2 separate regions of the Sus scrofa genome follow, and region 2 is linked to region 1. Evidence: chromatin contacts called from public promoter capture Hi-C data. All regions are on one chromosome and are shown on one strand. The core of a region is the stretch at or near the end of the contact, and the rest is flanking DNA. Distances in the headings are between cores, read along the strand shown. Region 1 overlaps IL7 (interleukin 7). Region 2 has its middle 99 kb from the start of PKIA.

The links. Promoter capture Hi-C pulls out the DNA fragments that hold promoters and counts their contacts.
Region 2: a promoter capture Hi-C map of liver shows a contact between it and region 1, with 2.6 times the contacts expected there. The contact joins two enhancer-like sites. A contact is called at or near these places in 1 of 5 promoter capture datasets (liver) and 1 of 2 datasets of contacts at active chromatin or transcription factors (alveolar macrophages).

Annotation. Positions count from the first base shown.
Region 1 is chr4:57,734,068-57,741,781 of Sscrofa11.1, reverse strand. It overlaps IL7 (interleukin 7), which reads right to left. Exons shown (of 6, transcript NM_214135.2): 3 at 5,495-5,575; 4 at 4,394-4,525; 5 at 404-457. Among named protein-coding and RNA genes, the nearest start is that of IL7, 53 kb to the right of the region's middle. Within about 2 kb of position 4,666, at least 5 of the 83 cell types and tissues checked have an H3K27ac peak or open chromatin away from gene starts, as enhancers often do. A contact at or near this core is called in liver, where this site is marked.
Region 2 is chr4:57,974,155-57,981,868 of Sscrofa11.1, reverse strand. No RefSeq gene overlaps it. Among named protein-coding and RNA genes, the nearest start is that of PKIA, 99 kb to the right of the region's middle. Within about 2 kb of position 3,983, at least 71 of the 83 cell types and tissues checked have an H3K27ac peak or open chromatin away from gene starts, as enhancers often do. A contact at or near this core is called in liver, where this site is marked.

The DNA.
Region 1 (7,714 bases), core at 3,417-5,916:
AACCACTGAGCAAGGCTAGGGATCGAACCCGCATCCTCATGGATACTAGTCGGGTTCTTAACCTGCTGAGCCACAATGGGAACTCCCAAATCTTATTTTCCAGCTTATTTTCTCCTATATAGTTTGTTCATGTCCTTTGCCTATTAACTATTGATGTTTTAATTTTGCTTCTTTAAAAAAAAAACCTTCCAACATTTTCCCTAGCTTCTTTAATTTTAAAATAGTTGTTTCTAAAAAGTACAACTTAAAGAGATCCAATTTCTAAGGGACACCTCCCTTCTTTTACCACTATTATGATGAATATTTTCAAAACCAACCATATAAAAGGAAACAATTCAAAGAGAAACAGAAAGGAATTGAGTAAAAAGCTGATAAAAAGAGAAAAATATACAATTACTCTTACCAAGTTCTTAGTGAGTTGGGCTTCACCCAGGGAAGGTGGTTTTCTTCCTTTAACCTTAAGAACAGAATCACATTTACAGTAGTGGTTATGAATCCTTTATTGTTCTTCCCACTAATATATATAATAGCTAATTTTCATATTACTCTCAGCTCATCTAATCTATTTGAGAATCTACTTTAAATTAATTATTGTTCGTCTGGCAGAATACTAATTTCATTTAGAAATAGAATGATAGGGAAAAGAAAGAAACAAGAGAGGTCAGTCTTCTGAATAATTTGGATCCATAATTTTGCAGGTTTGTCCAGCACTATGTTAACTGCTGTGAGGTGTGAAAAATTAATATAGAAGAGGGTATGCTAACAGAGACAAAACTGCAGATTTAATCAACGTGAAAATAACATTAGCATTAAGTTATTAACTTTTGACTATACATTTTTTTTTATTTTCCCACTGTACAGCAAGGGGATCACGTTATCCTTACATGTATACATTACAATTACATTTTTCCCCCACCCTTTGTTCTGTTGCAACATGGGTATCTAGACAAAGTTCTCAATGCTACTCATGTCCAACATACGCAAATCAATCAACATACACCACATTAACAAAGAAAAGTCAAAAATCATATGATCATCTCAATAGATGCAGAAAAAGCATTTGACAAAGTCCAACATCCATTCATGATCAAAACCCTCGCCAAAGTGGGTATAGAGGGAACATTCCTGAATATAATCAAAGCCATTTATGATAAACCCACAGCAAATATAATCCTCAATGGGGAAAAACTGAAAGCCTTCTCACTCAAATCTGGAACAAGACAGGGATGCCCACTCTCACCACTGCTCTTCAACATAGTTTTGGAAGTCCTAGCCACAGCAATTAGACAAACAAAAGAAATAAAAGGCATCCATATAGGAAGAGAAGAGATCAAACTGTCACTGTATGCAGATGACATGATTCTATACCTAGAAAACCCTAAGGACTCAACCCCAAAACTCCTTGAACTGATTAATAAATTCAGCAAAGTAGCAGGATATAAGATTAACATTCAAAAGTCAGTTGCATTTCTGTATACCAGCAATGAAATATTAGAAAAGGAATACAAAAATATGATACCTTTTAAAATTGCACCTGACAATACATTTTATTAAGCTTTACCCATCAGAAGCAAAATGAAATAAACAACAGTAAAAAGCTTGAAGCACATCCAACTCATGAAGAAAATGCAATATAGCTGACCATCTTTAACATTTTGCTTCATCATTTAAAAAAAATTAGATTGTATCAGGTGAATTTTATAACACGTTTTATTTAATTTCAAGATTTAAATTATTTGTATATTTTCTTTTTCTACAATTAGTTGATTTTGGAATTAGGTGATCAACGCAAAGCTCAACATATGAGAGAAAGAATTGCAAATATATGGTCTACCTCCAACCCTTAACTCTTCCTGGGCCATGAGGCGATATCACTCATTTGCTTTGCAGTCTTTTCATTCAAGCCCTGACTTGAGGCTTTTACTCGGCAGAAAATTTCCAACAGTCACTACTAAGCAATTAGATGGGTAAGCAACATGAAATGTATTTGCTACTCTCCTGTTAAACAGTCCAGTAGTCCTTTGGTATTTGTGGGGAATTGGTTCCAGGACCCTTGCGGATACCAAAATCCAGGGATAGATCCTCAGGTCCCTTCTATAAAATTGTGTAGTATTTGCATATAACCTATGTACATACTCCTGTATACTTTAAATTATCTCTAGATTACTTATAACACCTAATACAATGCAAATGCTATGTAAATAATTGTAAACACAATGTAAATGCTGTGTAAATAGTTGTCAATGTGGTTCAACAAATTCAAGTTTTGTTTTTTGGAACTTTCTAGAATTATTATTTTATTTTTATTTTTATTTTTTTTGTCTTTTTGCTATTTCTTGGGCCGCTCCCGCGGCATATGGAGGTTCCCAGGCCAGGGGTCAAATCGGAGCTGTAGCCGCCGGCCTAAGCCAGAGCCACAGCAACACGGGATCCGAGCCGCGTCTGCAACCTACACCACAGCTCACGGCAACGCCGGATCATTAACCCACTGAGCAAGGGCAGGGACCGAACCCTTAACCTCATGGTTCCTAGTCGGATTCATTAACCACTGTGCCACCACGGGAACTCCTAGAATTATTTTTTTATGTTTGATCTAAAGTTGGTTGAATCGAAGGATGCAGAACCCGTGGATATGAAAGGCTGTCTGTACTTTAAATCACTATAAATAAGGATTAAAACCTGGTAGGCTAGGAGTTCCCGCTGTGGCTCAGTGGTTAACAAATCCGACTAGAAACCATGGGGTTTCGGGTTCGATCCCTGGCCTTGCCCAGTGGTTGGGGATCCGGTGTTGCTGTGAGCTGTGGTGTGGGTCGCAGATGCGTCTCGGATCTTGCATTGCTGTGGCTCTGGTGTAGACCAGCGGCTACAGCTCTGATTGGACCCCTAGCCTGGGAGCCTCCATATGCCGCAGGAGCAGACCAAGAAATGGCAAAAAGACAAAAAAAAAAAAAAAGCTTGTAGGCTAAAACATAAAGTGTTCACATATCTTAAGGTTGATCTTGAAGGATGCACAGAACAGGAGAGATTAGATTTACAGAAAAGAGAACAGGAGAAGTTCCATATCATTGACTAACACTGGTAAGGGGAAAAGACTGGAAATAAGCTTGACAAATCCACAACCCTAGGAGGAGACTGGTTTGCATCAAGTAAATACATAATGATAAAGGAAGTGGTCCAACCTTTATTATCTTATGGCCCAACATATATCAACACTGTCAATAGGGTTCAAAGACAATCTTACCATTTTCCCTTCTGAGGGCAACTAATAGTATTTAAAATTAAAAACACAACACGTTTTCTATCATAAAAATATTTAAAGTTTTTTTTTTTTTTGTAATTGCAAGAAATCTTTTGGCTTTGTGTGGCCAAAAGAGGGAGTAATTATCATCATCACCATTATCATCATTAAACATTTATTGAAATATTTTAGTACTAAGCATGATATATAAATTATGCCATTCAACCTTTCAATATCCTTAATGTAGATACTATATTTTTCTCCATTTTGCAGTTGAAGAAACTGTTGTCTAGTCTCAATAGCTTCAGAATTTTTTGTTGTTGTTAACTGCTAGCAGAGAAGTAGGAAAAAATTAGCCCTGTATTAATTAAAATTATTGAGGTACAAATATTGAAAATTGTTGGACATAAATATACCCAGTTTTTATACGCAAAGATATTTGTGAAATACATTTGATTACCTGTTTTATTGTCTGAATTCTTATAAATATGTACATATATGGATTAAAATTGAGATGTTTTAGAAATAAAAATTTACCATTCCTTACCCTACTTATCACACACTAGCCTCTTTGGAAGTTATTATGGCATGAAATATGCTTTCATTTACTTATTTACTTTCTTTTTTTTTTTTTTTTTTGTCTTTTTGCTATTTCTTTGGGCCGCTCACATATGGAGGTTCCCAGGCTAGGGGTCGAATCGGAGCTGTAGCCACTGGCCTACGCCAGAGCCACAGCAACGCGGGATCCGAGCTGCGTCTGCAACCTACACCACAGCTCCCAGCAATGCCGGATCCTTAACCCACTGAGTAAGGGCAGGGACCGAACCCTTAACCTCATGGTTCCTAGTCTGATTCGTTAACCACTGCGCCACGACGGGAACTCCTACTTTCTTTTTTTAAATTGAAGTAGAGTGGATTTACAATGTTGCTTTCATTTATTTCTAGTCCCCTTTTATAAACAATTTATTTGCTCTAAGAGATGAATAGGTACTTTGCAAGTTGAAACTTTCCTCTTCCAGAATTATGCAAATGTATTTCAACTTTCGTATAAGCACCTAGATTTCTATGCTAATGGATATGGACATACAAGAATGATAATAGCCTATCTCAGAAGTAGTTTATATTTTTGTTCAAAGTAAACAGTGCTCCGCTTACCTTGCTGGTGCAGTTGAACAGTGTTAATGTGCCCTGTGAAACTGTTGATAGATGGTGATTGAACTCCTCACTGATATTCATTTTAATAAATTGCTTCAACTTTCGAGCAGCACGATATAAAAATGAAGCTTCCTATTACAGAAAAAACATCAGAAGAGCCGTGGTTCATATAAAACAGTAAGAAATGATAAGCTTTCCTGAGAAGCCTAAAGCCAGAACTGTATTTCTAAATAATGCCCCACCTCCACCCCAGTTTTCTTCTATTCCAGTTAATCACATGACTGACACGTACTGAGACTGAAACTGTTTAGCTCCAAGGGGACAGCCTAAAGTACTCAGAACTTAGTTTAATAATTACCTGATTTTTAAAGTCTCCTTTCTTTGTTATGTATGATCTTATTGCTTATGAGTGAACGTAGCATAAGTTTATTCAGTTTTAAACAAGATAACTAAAGGAGAGGGCTTCTGGAAGCAACAATAATGAAAGGTATGTGTGTTTTTTTTTTAATTGTTACTGCTTTTGCCCTTTTTGAGCTATGGATGAGTGGATGGGTAGCTGGCAATGAGAAAATAAAGGGACTATTAACCCAAAACCAGTTTTTCAAATATTTAACTAATATTTATAATTATAATTTTTTAAAATATAATTTAAGGACATATTATTATGTCATGAGGTTAACTCAGCCATTGCGAGGATAAGCAAATATTTAAAGGGAAAAAGTTTCAAAATGCCTTCAACTAAATTTACACATTCCTTATGTTTGTGTGTGTGCAAACAGTCATTCTGACAAGCATTTTCTTGCATAAAAGTTTCAGAAATAAGAGCTATGTGTCTTTGAATTCAGCAGTTCTTCTAGTATTTTCAAGATGAAAAATAAAATGCTAAAATTGAAAGGAATATTTACCAAGTGGCACAGGGCTTTTTGTAGAATAAAAGTACAAAAGAGCACAGTATAACTTAATATGTCAGCGGGAATTATGAGGTTAGAACCAAAAGGCTATGTTATTAATATAATCAATATAATTAACAGAGATACAAAAATATAAGCTTCTGTGAAATCAAGCTTGAATGACATATAAACTCCAAATAATTGTCATTACCTTATTATCATCACATGAATGTTTTTTTAAAAAGTTAGGTTCGTTATTCAGGCAATTGCTATCAAAGTCTATCATCCTGTCCTGTAATAAATGATATAAAATAATACGGTTAAACTGGGGATTCTTCTGGTAAGTAGTAATTATAAAAATAACAAATTTATAATACTTGGTATTTATGTGTGCATTTTAAGGAAAGTAACTTCAGCTTGGCTCAGCTGACTAGGCACAAAGATAATTTTTTATAGTTGAAGAATAAAACAAGTATAAATATACCAACCCTCCGATATTTAGAGCTTCCCCACACTCCACAGTTTAATTCCAGAAATCACTGGGAGAATCTGGCTCATTTGGGAAAATAAAAGTACCTGTTTTAGAAGTTATACTATATAGACACAGTATTATGGATTTTGAAATCATGAAGTTGAGATGTGTTTAAGAGGTTGTTGGGTCCAATTTCCTGCCACTAGCAGCAAAGGGAATTTATATTAGAATGAAGGGAAAGCCTCTTAACAGTGAGAATAAGGTTAAACTCCTCTTTATAGCATTTTAAACAATCCAGTTTGGGATATTTGAGGGAGAACTTCACTGAGAAAGAGTGAGATTAAATCAGTGTGTTGTGATATACAAATGGGAAGACAGACCAGTACATTCTCATTTTTCTTTTCTAAGGAACATAGTGTTAGAATGTGGGGATTACCTGAATCAAGAATGTAGTTGACATAATGAGGGAGGACTAGCTTAAGGATTCGGATTGTTCACACACAGGGTTAGAGGAGCTCTGTCCAGCAAGCTAGCAATTCCATGCTATCAGAGCTTCTAGAAGGACTTCAGGCAATCTTAGCCTATGTGTTGTCATCAAAGAAACAGATTACGAAGTGGAGTAATGGCAGGATTCAGTCATAGGTTTCCAATCTTCATCTGCCTCTCAGAGAAGTGTGCATGATTCTTCTCGCCCTTGGAGAGCATAAATGGTCTCTGGGTTTATCTGACTTTCAATGTATACATTATCTCGTTTACCTATAGGCATTAGAGCCTAAACACGTAATCATTCATTTAACCATTCAACACTTATTATAGGCCAACGTGCAAGGTCCTCTGCCAAGCTGGATGGGGAAACAAATACCAGAAAATAAATCCCATTCTCTCGTACTGTTTGATATAAAGGGTGAATGCTGTGTCCTTTAGACACTTTCATATAATTTCTCTCTCTCTCTCTCTTTTTTTGTCTTTTTAGGGTCACACCTGCAGCACATAGAGGTCCCCAGGCTAGGGGTCGAAGCGAAGCTACAGCCGCCGGCCTATGCCACTGCTACAGCAATGCAGGATCCGAGCTGCATCTGTGACCTACACCACAGGTTTCGGCAATGCCGGATCCTTAACCCACTGAGCAAGGTCAGGGGTCGAACCTGCATCCTCATGGATATTAGTCGGATTCATTAACCACTAAGCCATGATGGGAACTCCTCACATCATTTCCTACCTTTGGAGAAGTATGCTACGTTAACAGATTTGTTAGTGCCAACCATCTCAGTCATACTGCAAATACCTCAAGTTCAAAGAGATTTATTTTTCAATACCTATTCTCATGTTACCCTTACACACAGTCTAGAAAAGGTAGTGGAGAATTAATGTTTTGTATTAAATCATTTTTCTATTGATTTGCATTTAACATCAAGAAGGACAATAAATCAAGCATACATTTCTGATAAAATATACATTTTGGGAGTTTCTGTTGTGGCTCAATAGGTTAAGTATCCCCGAATATGCAGGTTCAATTCCTGGCCTCAGTCAGTGGTTTAAGGATCCAGCATTGCCACAAGCTCTGGTATAGGTCATGGGCGTAGCTCAGATGCTACACTGCTGTGGCTGTGGCGTTGGCTGGCAGCTGCAGCTCAGATTTGACCCCTAGCCTGGGAACTCCATTTGTTGCAGGTGTGGCTGTAAAAAAATAAAATAAAAATAAAATATACATTTTGTTTATGCCATCCTTCAGCAAAAGAAGATAAAATGTGCAGCTAATCTGTATGATTCTTTCCAATTTACCGAATATATGAATGAGTACCTATTAGAACATTTTAACAAATTTCATGACACAGGAATATTTGAAAATCCATATTAGTTAAATCATTGCTCCAGGTATTTAATAAAACTCACTTTGGATAGACACAGAAAGCTAATGTTATACCAGGGTGATTTGTTTGCCAAATGTTTGCAGCAGTA
Region 2 (7,714 bases), core at 2,734-5,233, 240 kb before region 1:
TTAAAAAACAAAACAAAACAAAAAAAAACAAACAGGAGTTCCTGTCATGGCTCAGTGGTTAACAAATCCGACTAGGAACCATGAAGTTGTGGGTTCGATCCCTGGCCTTACTTCAGTGGGTTAAGGATCCGGCATTGCCATGAGCTGTGGTGTAGGTTGCAGACACGGCTCAGATCCCGTATTGCTGTGGCTATGGTATAGGCCGGCAGCTATGGCTCCGATTTGACTCCTAGCCTGGGAACCTCCATATGCCGAGGGAGCTGCCTAAGAAATGGCAAAAAGACAAAAAAAACAAAACAAACAAACAAACAAAAAACAGCTCCTGTTCTGTTTGTAGTCACTTTCCTTCTTCCATTTTCCTATGTCTGTTATAGACATTCAATATTGAATATCAATCTTCATATGAATGATCATTTTCTTGTATTCTTGTATCAGAGCTTTCATATTAATGGAGGAAATTATCAGTCTATCTACAATTACTTGAATGTAACTCTACTTCTATTACTATAGCTTTGTTATCCCTAAACTACATTTGTGCATATTTTGTGTATGCTGACCACATTGAATGAGTAGATATTTGCCATAAAATTCAAGATTTCTGTACGGCATGATTAATCAACCTAAGCTGAGCAGCTATCACACACACACACACACACACACACACACATGCGCGCGCGAGCACACACGTATTATTAGTATAGAAATTCTCCCTCTACCCTTTCTTGTAATTCAAAATTATATAAAACAGTATTGATTTGTCATGCACCAAGTAAACTAAGTTCCCAGCTTTAGGCAGACCCCTATATAGTGACGAGGGCAGGGGACCTGGCAGTCAGTGGATGACAAATGCATGGGCCAAATCACCCTGACAACTCCTCTCCATAATAAATCTGGGAAGCTAATTTCTGCTAAATTGCTAATGGCTGCTAATGAGATACTGGATACACATTTAACTCTCCTGATGGTGTATTTGCATTTAAATGAGCCCTTTCTGGAAGGACTCCTTAACCCAAAGGAGTGGTTCTAAGGCTGACATCTTTAGGCACCCAGGGCCTCTGGCTCAGGTTTCATATTGCCATTGTGGAGACTCATAATATCATTAGGGCATTGGATCTGTAATTCCAGAATATCAGAAAGGAAGCATTGCAGACCTCAAAGTCATGATCCAAAGAATGATTTTAAAAAAATGTTTTTGCAATGAAAAGTCATAGATTAAAAAATCAATCTATTTCACCTCACCCTAGCCACGACTCATTAAATTAAATTATCTGTCAGACTGGTGTATGTCAAGGTCCAAGCAGACAGATTCAAGCACTATATGTTGATGTAATGTCATTTCATTTTCTTTCTTTTTCTTTCTATTTCCCCTATGCCTCTTGCCATGTTGTGATATCTGAAACAGTAATTCCTGCCATTTAATATCTTTAATTTTTGTTTTTTCCTTAGCACCATCAACACTGATTGTCTTCCGTGAGCAAAGAAAACCTGGTAAAAGTACTGTGATAGAGAAAGGAAATTATCGTGAGAAACTGTCTATGCCTTCAGTGATTCTGGCATCACAGAATAAAAACTATGCCAGGAAGGACAATACAATATGTGATGGTCATGTCCCAATTCAACACACTTAATCCCCGCTGCTTCATACAAATTGAAAGAAAAGATTAAACATCTTCTTTTTCCATTTCTAAACTCATGTACACACACATACACACAGACACACACACACACAACAAAGGATGTTTGTCAAAGAAGCGTAAGTGGCCCACAGACAAAGCTCCCAATAGCCAAAGCTGCAACAATTTGAACAACAAAATAAAATGGTATTGGATTATAACATCAAGTATAAAATAAATATCCATGAGTCTATATTGATATAAATAATAGAATATGTTCATATTTGGGGGGAAATAGACAAATCTCCTATGCAGAAGAATTCCAAATACTTTCTGTGCCTACTCTCTCCTTAAGGAGGTGGAGAATAAATCTCCAGTCCTTGGATGTGGACTTCCCATGGTGATTTTCTTCCAATAAGTGAAGTGTGGAAGGAAGGGTGGAGAAGCAACTTTACAGTGGAGAAATCTGAGACACTACCTCAGCCAGGTTATCAAGGTCAACATCAAGAGTCAAATCACAATGATAGTATATACCCTTGATATGACCTCATAAAAATGACACTATATCTGTGATTGTCCTCCCAGTAAACCATAAGCCCAGTCTTATCATGAGAAAAGCATTAGACAGATTGCATTAGTGAGGTATGCTACAAAGTATTTGACCACTACTCCTCAAAACTGTCAAGGTTATCAAAAACAAGAAAAGCCTAAGAACTTACTATAGCCCAGAGGAACCTAAGGGGACTTGATAACCAAAAGTGACAAGGTGTCCTGCATGGAAGCCTGGAACAGTTTTAAGGACATAAGGTAAAAGCCAAGGAAATCTGAATAAAATACAGACTTTGGTTAATGTTATTATACTAATATTGGCTCATTAATTGTAATAAAGGTACCAAAATACTGAGGAAATTGGGAATGGGATATCTGAGAATTCCCTGTACTTTCCCCTTAATTTTTTTTGTATATCTAAAAGCATTCTCAAAATATATAGTCTTTATTAAATAAAACAAAAAAGGTAATGATGACTTGATTGTAACAGAGTAGTGGTATTTTGAGATAGCTATAAAAACTGCAATAGGAAATTATCTGTGACATCTATTAGTGATAAAGTCACAGGTACTGCTAATATTATTGTGGTTTGTTGTCTGCATTTGTGTTTAAAGGAAATGCTAAATGCTAAATTTCAATTAGAAGTTAGTGAAATTAAAGATGTAATATTCCTATTCCCGATTCCACATACCCTTTAATATATATGAAGGATCCCCTGTGCTTTGGTGATATTTATGGCCTAACTTTATGAAAGATGAATACGTGATTATTCCACCTTTCAAAAAGCATGCATTCTAGGGTCAAGAATTCTTACGGAGTCCTGCTGGAGCTCTGTTTGCTACACTACCTCCCAGTCTGGAACTGCTAAGCGGAGGGTTGGGAACTCTTCATAGATCGAAAGTACTGTCCTGGCTTTGTGCAATTATACTGTTTAGATGGCTGGACAAATTCAAGAGTAAAGCTGACCTGGACCTAGTTAGTGATGGGCGATTCCAAAAGCACTCTGAATGTGAGAGCTTTCCTCATGCAGAACCCTAGTGTCAAAGAGCCTCTCTACTTGGGAATGGCTCTATATTAGGAAAAGAAACCCCGGTTAAACTGCAAAGAGAGCACATCCTTGGCCTTTTCACCCCTTAAATCCCCGAAACGCTGATCTAATCAGTTTAGGAGGCGAAGAAAGGGAAGGAGGGAGAAAGGGAGAGAAAGAGAACTGTTAATAGCTGGTGCCAAATTAAAGAGAGAAGGAAAGGGCTTATATGGGTATGTGCTTATATTATTCCTAAAGCCAATTCTGGTAAATTCTTCCGGGAAGGAAGAGATACAGCCATCTGTTCTTGTGGATTCAGCTTCTTTGTTTCCAAATGTTATAGCTGTCACCAGAGCAGGCTTCTCAAATGGGGCGGGGCGAGGGGGGTGTTAGAGGGGGAACATCTGTCCACTAAGTACTCCGCTAAACAGCAACAAAATACTGGGGCTACCCCTGTCTCTTTCCTTGAATGCTTTCTCTAGTGGGTCTACTTCTCCACTCCCTTGGGAGTTTCCTGTTCCATTACGTAGGCAAGAGGGCGAGAGGTCCCAGCTTTCATAATTGTGAGTGGTTTGGTTGTGCGTGTACGTGTGTGTGTGTGTGTGTGTGTGTACGCGCGCGCCCGCCTTGGGAGAAAGTAGAGCCTGATACAAGAGGTTTGGAAAAACTGGTTGCCAATTTAAAACATTTTCGGAGTATCTGAATGTTTATCTTAAAAGCTAATTCCACTCTCAAATTTAGCGAAATGAACAATACTGATAAGGAAGATGAAGAGGGTGGGAAACCCACACAGCAGAATGGAGCTGTCCATGCCGCGGGAGGGACAGGGGAGCGCTCGGCGGAAAGGCGCTATGCAGAGAAAGTCTCTCTGGCTCTTCTCTCTCGGTCTCCCGTCCAGCGACGCGTCCTCGGTAAAAGCATTAATAGAAAATTATCCTAAAAGCGGGAAGGGTAGCGGTCGTCGGTCACAATTTCCAGGAGCCAGTCCCTGCAGCCGGGAGATGTCCCTCTCCCCCCGCGGCTGGCGCGGAATGTGGCGATCCGGCCCGGGGCGGGGGATGACTTCATGCGGCCGGAGCTTGGCGGCGGGAGCAGCTGCTGCAGCTGGCAGGTGGGGTGGGGGCCGGTGGAGCTGACCACGTACCGGCCCGGCGCGGTGGCACTGCGGCCCCGGGGCAGTGGGCGCTGGGGACATGCGCTGACTTGATCCGGAGAAGGTAAGCAGCCCCGCTATTATTAGCCTCGGCCACACTGCGCGGTGCTTTCCGCTCGGTTAATAATGGGGTTTGTAATACAGAGGGAAGAAGGGGAATGTCCCTCCTGCATTCTGCAGTGGGAAAGGGAGCAACAACTGGAATTGAAATGTTAATCAGCCAAGTGCCTGAGATTGGAGGAGCGGTGTTACTGGGCAAACAAAGAAGGCGGTCAGCCTTTATACTCTTTAAAGATAATCAACCATTGCAAAGCCAGACTCGCTTAGACATTGAAGAGGATTCAAAATGTAAAATAATTTTTGAGCTGCACATTTACGCTGCTACCTTCAACCTTCACTTGGTTAATTTCTGCTTTGGGAGCAGCAGGTCCTTGGCAGCAGCCTGGAGAAGTAATCAGGAATCTTCCTTCTTCTTCCTCCTTCCTCTACCCTCTCCCTTTCCAGTTATCAGAATGGGGTTGTGCACATTTCAATGTCAAACAGCCACTTCAATGGAACCTTTAGAAGGAGTCTCACATTAGAGGAGAAACTTATCTCTTGGAGTTCAGCTTGGGTTAGCAGCACTTGTCTCTACTTCTCCTTTCAATTTACCATCTTCTCTTGTCAATCATGTCATTGATTACCCCCCCTCCCATGCTGTGCCCCTTCCCACGCCACTCTTTTCAGCTCCTGTCCACCACCTCTGTTCCATGACTGATTTTGTCAAGGACCCAGAAAGGGCATTGCTCTTCACCGCGTTTGAGCTGTTACCTGTGTCCGTCACCCTAATACATGGTATGAAAAATCCTTTAAGCCTATTACCGATATGGTTTCTGATAACTCCATTGTAGCGCCTGTGGCTACTGGCCAGCTTTCGAGGACAGCAGAAACTGTTGGGGTGTGAGAAAGCGGTCCATACCTACGTATTTTGCTCCCTGTGCATGGGAGTAGGTGGAAGTAGAAATGTGAGTGTCAGTCTATCCAGTATTTACTTGGATCTTTTTAAATCCATCTGGGTTGTGAGATATCTAGCTTGGTAGAGTATGAGGCAAGCCCTCCCTCAAAAGCAAGCAGTGCATTTGTCCTAGGATTCCTCAATAACCTCCAAAGAGTTTCCAGAGAGGCTTTCCCCACAGGCAGTCAGAAAGCCAGGGGAGCTGGCCCAATTTAAACTTCAGGATATTTGAGCATCCTCAAGTTAGTCTCCCCTTTTAAGGGTTCTAACCTAGGATTTCCCCACACAAGTGCCTTGCTGCCAAGCTCCTGCCTCTTCCTGTTGCCCACGGAGGGATGTACATGTGAATGTTATTCTGTGAAATGGTTAAGATGGCTGTGGTGGGGATTGCAAATGTGCCACTTCACCAACGGAGAACAGTTGCAATAAGCCAGACTGTGTGGTGTTCTGTGTGCCACCATTCTATTTAAAAGGAGATTTGTTATCTTTACATTTGCAATGAAAGAGTCAATTGGACTCAAAAGCTGAGCAGTTTTATTTTAGCAAATTGAAATAGGAAATCAGTGGAAAAGCGGGGCAGGGTTTATAGCGAAAAATATTAGCTCTGCTTTTTTAAATATTGTTTTTAGACGAAGATATTGGTTCTGCAAAATCATGTTCATTCTATTATACATCATTATTGGTTTTTGGTGATAAATTCTCAATTTATAAATACACTTTGAAAAGACTGGAATTGGTTTCTTTGTCTCTACCGTCAGTATTTGGGGCAGAAGGAGTGGAGGGAGTGGGCAAATCCTATTCCAAGTGGCCCATTCCAGGAACTGTTTTCCTGGACCATGAAAACCTCTGGGTCAAATTTTTTTTTTTTTTTTGGCTTGTTTTTGTTGTTATTATTATCTGTTGAATGTAGTTTGTGTTTGAAATGTTAAATTTCAGAATTCCAAAAATTTGACTCTGGCACACCAACTAGGGGAACAAAGGAGAACAGCAAAACCCTTTATTCTACCACCTTTCTGGCCTAATCATAAAATATTCAACCATAGGAATAATTATTCTGATAATAAGTGAGAGTGAGAAACATGTTAAAATAATAATTCATTTTTAAGAAAGTAGCCCAAAGTATGTGACATACAGCATACAGATTAGTGCAACTGACCTTAAGTACTATAAGAATTTCTGTAATTTTAAAAACTGTCTTTATACTGAAGTATAAGACGTGAATATATCCTAATGATGGTAAGAAATTGACAGCGTCTATTACTTGGTTTCTGGAAAAACTGAATTCTTTGATAGGAAATGGGTCAGGATTAGGAGATTGGTGCTGCCTAAGCTGGTGTCATAACTGCCAGTGATTTTACAGGTGAGGATGCATGAAGTTATGGATGAGGGTTGGAGAAGCCTTTTTGGGAAGAAAGAAAACAAGATAGAAAATTTAATTTCTTGTTTCAGTACAACTGAATATGATAATTAAATTTAAAGGATTTCTGCATCTGGGCTTTATTATATTTAAACAATTTCTGAGGCAAGTTTCTAAATTCAGAGTCCTAGGAAGAAATATGTGTATGATTTCCCGACTAAAACTGATTTATGACTTTATTTCCCTTTTTAAAAAAAAAAAATTACCAGAGAAAGGAAACATTAATTGCCTAGTGTTAAGAAATGGAGGAGGAATACAAAATAGGAAGATGTGCACTATTAGATGCTAAATGAACTGTAGGAACTTTTTGTAGTTTTGACAAGATAGAATAGAAGTCAGTCTGTTGCTGGAGTTTTCCTGTGGTGCAGCGGGTTAAGGATGAGGATCCAGCATTGTCAGTGGATGGACAGTGGGTCACTCCTGTGGTGTGATTTTCATCCCTGGCCCAGGAACTCTCCAATGCCATAGACAAGGCCAACAAACAAGCAAACAAATGAAAAAAGAAATCAATATGTTGCTTTCTAATCACATAAAAATTTACTCCAGTGGTGGTCAGTATTATCAGTAAATTGAGTACATATTTAGGAATCAAAGTTGCCCTCTCCTAACAAAAGTCATTTTCTGGTTTTTCATTACTGTCATTAGCTACAATTGAAATAGCCTTATCCTGAGATTTTGAAAGATGGAAAAAGAAAAGTAGGGTTAATAAGGCGGAAGAAGAGTTGTCATTTGTATTTCGCCATTGCCTCCATTGAGAATGGGTAGAAATAGTGCTATTTTTAAAGTAGTCAATGGCCTCTGCCAGATTTCTTTACTGTTTCACCATGTTCATTATGTCTTTATTTTTAAGTTCTCTCCTATGTTCTTTTAAAAACTTTACTGATTAGTGTTTCATTCACTAAAATAACATTTTTATATATCTTTTTTTGTTATTCAGTGAATTTTATTACATTTATAGTTG